Regions from separate parts of the Urocitellus parryii genome. Here region 2 is linked to region 1. Evidence: chromatin contacts called from public Hi-C data. All regions are on one chromosome and are shown on one strand. Each heading gives the region's core, a stretch centred on a gene start, on an enhancer-like site or on the middle of the called end of the contact. The rest is flanking DNA. Distances are from core to core; before and after follow the strand shown.

The links. Hi-C and Micro-C count contacts between places; a contact is called where the count stands out from the background.
Region 2: a Hi-C map of muscle shows a contact between it and region 1, with 4 times the contacts expected there. The contact joins the promoter of Chchd3 here to the promoter of Exoc4 in region 1. A contact is called at or near these places in 2 of 2 Hi-C or Micro-C datasets (liver and muscle).

Annotation. Positions count from the first base shown.
Region 1 is chr3:20,266,440-20,269,293 of mUroPar1.hap1, forward strand. It overlaps Exoc4 (exocyst complex component 4), which reads right to left and starts at 1,333. Exons shown (of 18, transcript XM_026392784.2): 1 at 1,190-1,333. The coding sequence starts at 1,275.
Region 2 is chr3:20,410,242-20,413,068 of mUroPar1.hap1, forward strand. Chchd3 (coiled-coil-helix-coiled-coil-helix domain containing 3) reads left to right here and starts at 1,447. Exons shown (of 8, transcript XM_026392785.2): 1 at 1,447-1,692. The coding sequence starts at 1,612.

The sequences.
Region 1 (2,854 bases), core at 83-2,582:
TCACAGGTCTGGGGAACTTAGACTGTCTCAAAACAAAATATTTTTAAAGTTAGGTTAGGGGGAAGCAGAGATATAGTTTAGTGGTAAAGCATCCCTGGGTTCAATACGCCATATTGCAAAAAATAAAATAATTAAAGTTTGATATATTCATTCAAATTGCTTAGTACTTATCAGACACTGATGAGTCCTGAGTTTTAAAAAGATGATCAGACCAAATTATGCGGTGTGCATATAAGAATATGTAACAACAAATCTCACTAATATGTATAATTATAGTGCACTGATGAAATGTTTTTTTAAATAAAAAGATGATCAGGACATTCCAGGAGCCCTCCAAGAACTCGAACAAAAGTTTAGCATAGGTCGGGGAAAGGAGCAGAAAGCGGTGTTCCTTTCATGGAAAATGACTGACTTGACATTCGAGTGCCAACAATGTAAAAACACGTCACGTTACTTCTAATTTGGGTTGTTTATAGTTATTGCCTGTATCATCCTTAACGGTACTCAATTTATTTCACTCTTTTAAAGACACAGGTTCCTAAAAGATTCCCTTTCCCACTCTCATCCTAACGTGGCAGGGAAGAGGATGCCTGAAGGAGAATTTGAAACTTGCTTCGTTTTGTTGTTAAGGAATAGACGGGTAGAAAGGCAGAAACGGGCACAACACAAATCGAAAACAGATGTGTGCCTTCAAACCCCAGCCCTTCTACCAGCCCACTGCCGGCCCTTGTACGTGGGGCTGAGGCCGTTCACAAGTGGTGGAAAGTGACCAGAGTTGGACAATCTGCAACTCGTGACAGTATTCTCCGGCCTTGCACCCAGAGTACAGGGAACAAGACGTCTTCCTCTGAGAGCTCTGCTAAATCAAGGTTTGATCAATGGATGAACACACCTTCACCTGGCTCTCTCCACCAACCCAAACTGCTTGCTCTTAGGGCCCAGGGAACCTAGAGGGCTCAGCCCCTACTGACTGTGAAGCGGGGCTCCTCCCTCTAGGCCCAGCCCCGGAGAAAAGTGGGGTACTGCTGGTGCTGAAAAGCGTGGAGCTGCTGGGGCCCTGGGAGGAGCTGGGGAGGCAGGGAGGAAAGGAAAAGGTCTGCGGGGTGGAACCCGGCGAACCCTTCTCCCTTCCACAGCGGAGATCGAGCCTCTGCCCCCGTCCCCTGACGCTGCCTCCTGCCTCCCTCACCTGATCACAGAGATGAGCAGCCCCGAAGGGTCTTTGCTTTTGCTGACTGTGCTTCTGTACTTCCCACCAGCTGCTTCTGCCGCCATCTTGGCACGGAGGGGAAGGCCGGTGGGCTTGACAGAACCAAGCCGGCCGAGCGTGAACTCCGTTGTTGACCCCGCTGAAGCCTCCACCAATGGGAGAAGGGAAGTCCAGAGGCGCGGAAGTGGGAAGTCCAATCACTGGGGCGAGGAGGCGGGACTCAGGCGGCAAGCCGTGAAGCCGAGGCTTGCGTTTTCGCGTTTAGCATTGTGGGAATTGTAGTTCTCGTTCTGCGGCTCAGGAAAACTTAACCAGGGCAACTTTGAGTCTTGCAAGGAGCAGCTTCTTTTATATCTATTCAGGCCTTTGGCTTTTTTCAGTATTCTTGCTTTCAGAATTTTAATAGTCTTTGAATCAAATATATCTGATGGCTTCAAAATGTGTAAACATATGTGTTTAAATGAAAGGGATTCCATGATGTCTATGAGCAAAGTTTTACTTCAAGCATAAAGTGATTTTTTAAAAAAATTCAATCAATGTGAGAATTAATAGAAATGTTTTCCTTGGTGTTTTCTAAAACTAAATGTTACTACATTCGTTTTATGTATAAGTCCAATTCTTTACAGTGTTCCTATATTTCCAGATTATCTGAAAATTCATGCAGGAATGTGCAAATCAATATTGATAAAGAAAAGAGGAAAACTGAAAAAAAAAAAAAAAAACTGACCAAATTGCAGATTCCTTTTCTTTCCAAGCTAAATAAATACAGGTAGTAATAGAACAAGTTTGTGGTTTTTTAGTTGTTTTACCACTAAGTTTATTATGTTTTCTACATTAACTCTACTGGCCTAGTCATTCATTCAGAACTCTAAATGAACACAGAGCCAGAATTAGAATGTTTCTGGAAAGTGAGTAGAGTGAGGAACAAGAATAATTGTTGAGAGGGAATAAGGAGATAAGTTGCTACTAGCAGAAGATGGAAGAGCTTCAGAGATGAACAGAAAGATAACTTACTTACCTCCTTGGGTTGTAGAGCACTTGATTCCAATTGTGCTATATATGGGTAATAAGAATTGTAATGCCACAATGGAATATTACTCAGCACTAAAAAATAAAAATATCATGGCATTTGCAGGGAAATGGATGGCATTAGAGCAGATTATGCCAAGTGAAGTTAGCCAATCCCAAAAAACAAATGCTGAATGTCTTCTCTGATACAAGGGAGGTGATTCAAAATAGGGTAGGGAGGAAAAGCATGAGAAGAAAATTACCTGTAGATAGGGAAGAGAGGTGGGAGGGAAAGGGAGGGAGAAGGGGAATTGCATGGAAGAGGGAAGGAGACCTTTGTTATACAGAATTCAGGTATGACAATATGAGGGGAAAAAAAAGAAGAAGTGTGTCACATTAGATTGGGTAGAGAGAAGTGATGGGAGGGGAGGGGAGGGGAGGGGAAGTGGGGAATGGAAGGACAGTAGAATAAAATAGACATTATTATTGCTGTGTGTATATACGTGACTGCATGACCAATGTAATTCTGCAACCTGTACACTCAGAAAAATGAAAAATTATATCCCATCTGATTCAAATGTATATATGTCAAGATCATTGTACTGTCATGTGTAACTAATTAAAACAAATTTTAAA
Region 2 (2,827 bases), core at 197-2,696, 140 kb after region 1:
GAATAAGTGACATGCGTTTGTGGAAGGGGAGATCCCAAAGAAATGAAAGATAATCCCTGGGAATTTTAGTTCCTTGTAGAGAAAAGATTTAAACATATTATATAATTTAAAAACAAGTGCAAAGTAGCATGTAGTCTCAAAACCGCAAAAGAACAAAATAATCTAGGTGCATATATGTTGAAAAGAACAAAATAATGAGATGTAATAAAAACTCTTCTATTGGCCACAAATATAGAAATGAAAAAGACAAAATCACATAAAGGTCTAAAAATTACAGATCAGCACAATTGAAGCTCAAAAATGTTAATGCTTTGTTGAATAACATAAGGAATGCCTTGGTATGTCATGGCTCTAATGTTGAAAGGGACCAACTGAAAATAGTACCATCATTCACCTAACATTTTCCTTCCCTTCCTTTTCTTTCCCTTTTTTGTGATCTGGGGATTGAATCTGAGGCCTTGCACATGATGCTACAAAGCTATGCCCCAGACCCATTCACCTAATTTCTAGAGAATACATCTGCCTCTGTAAGTCTAAGGTGATATGGCTAAATGTACATGTAGCAGAATGTTTAGAAAAAAATAATTAAATGTGTACAAAAATGACCTAAATATTAATTTGGTCTTGTAGAGGTGACATATGAAACTAGAAACTTTCCAAATAAATCATCTCAACTTGGTGTGATGTAGTTTTAGTCTCTCCACTAATTTATACCATCTTTGGCAAGCACTTAACTTTTCTCTGCCTAACCATATTATGGTCCACCTTATGTAACTGAAGTGAAGGAAGATACCCATGTTGAAAGTGAATGCTCTACTTGTTTGATGCAAAATTTTCCCCCGTTTTAAAAATTCCTATGCAGATATGAAAATCAGCATTAAAAATTGTACTTTATAGAAAGAAATAAAACAAGTATTTTATACAGTTCACGAGATAGGGACATTGGCCTATTTTTTTTTTTTTAATGGCTAAGACTAAAATATTCTAAATTTTGTGTCGGGGATTTGCATGTAGTATTTAAGAACAGCTCCATTAGGGGAGTGCATCGCTCATCCAACTTCAAATTTCTTAAAGAGAGAGTTTGTGTCTTTGAACTCACCAACTTCAGTTTCTAGATAATGTCTTTAAATCTCCATTGCTGGATGAATGAACTTCCTTGAAAGTTGACGAGTGACAAGGCTTTAGAGCTGCCAAGACTACAACTCCCAGAATGCCGTGCTTCCCTGGCACTCTGGAGACCGAGGCGAGTTCGCCCCAGCACCCATCGCGTCAGCTCGAGACTACAATTCCCAATACACTCAGGGGCTTCGGAAACCTTGTCAAATACCACCTGTTGCCATAGCATCCGGGTCCGGGCCAACCAATCATGGCTCTCCCGCTGAGTAGAGGCGGCCCTTTCGGATCTCCGACCAACACCAGGGGGTTTTGCTATGGCGCGTGACCGGAGGAGGCGGGAGCTCGGGACCGGCGCCTTCTCCTTGCTTTTTGGGGTCGTGGCCTTGCTCCTGCTGGGCAAGGGAAGTGTCCCGGCTCTTCCACCCGCGTGAGTGCGCGGGGGCCCTGAAGAACTCGTGGGTCCGCGCTAGGACTGCGGGGGCAGAAGCAGGAGCCATGGGTGGGACCGCCAGCACTCGCCGGGTCACCTTCGAGGCGGACGAGAATGAGAACATCACCGTGGTGAAGGGCATCCGGGTGAGTGTAGTGGGCGGGCGGAGGGCCAGCACTCCGACTGGGACCCCTGCGCCCCGAGGTCCCCGGGACCCGCTCCGCTGGGTGTCTCCCTGTCCCGCCCCCGTGTTTGTCCCACCCGAAGCCTGGCTCTCTGGGAAGAAGCCCGTAGTTTCCAGACTCGGGACGTTCATTCAGAAAGAGTTCCTGGTTGTGCGCCAAGTGCCAGGCACTGTGCGGGGCCGGGTGGGGCATGCCGGGTTGAACGGGACCCTCCAGGGCTCACCGCCTGGCCTGACCTGCACTGCTCACTAGTTGCAGGACTTTGGCACTCCCCGCGCCTGCCGTGGGACGGGTCACCCGTGTCTTACTGCTCCTGTATTCAGGACCCGAGCCCTGCATTCCCACGCCTACATCATCTCTCAGGGTGAATTGGCGTTTTAAGGATCACTTTAATTTGCTTTCTGACATTTAATGTTTTCCTTCGGATACCACCCCTTTCCCCATCTCACACACACACACACACACACACACACACACACACGCACCCCTCCCCCTTTCTCGCCTGCCTCTGTGACTTCTGACTCCTCCCTCCTTCACTTTCATCTGATATCTGGTTTTTCCCAGGAGCCTTCTCTGTGGCCTGCTGTGCCTACGTTTTTTGGACTAGTCCCAGTTACTTCAGGCCTACTGTCTGCCAGCCTGATGGGGGCTGAGATAGGTTGGAAATTCTCCAGGCCAGTAGAAGTTAATAGAGTCAGTTCTGACCGAGACGTTGTAAGGGAATTTTTTTATGCCCTCTGCATGTACTTGATACGTAAACTGAAAACTTGATTTTTCTCTAGGGTGTCAGTATACCAGCACTAACTTCATTAACACACTCTCCGCTGCACCTGAATTTGGAGCTTCACATTTTTGGAAGTATGATGCCTGAACGTAGTAAATAAAGCACTTTTGACTTCAGGAAAGTTTTATGATACTTTATATTTTTTCTTTCTCTGTTATTACACAGCCAGCTTTACAAAATTAAATGTGTGAATTCCTTTTAGCATTTGTTATTAGGAAATAAAACTTTTTATATATTGAAAGTGTTTAAAAACTTTTTCCTTTGCTACTGTTAACCTTGAAAAGAGTTTATTAAAGTTTTCTTTTAGAAACT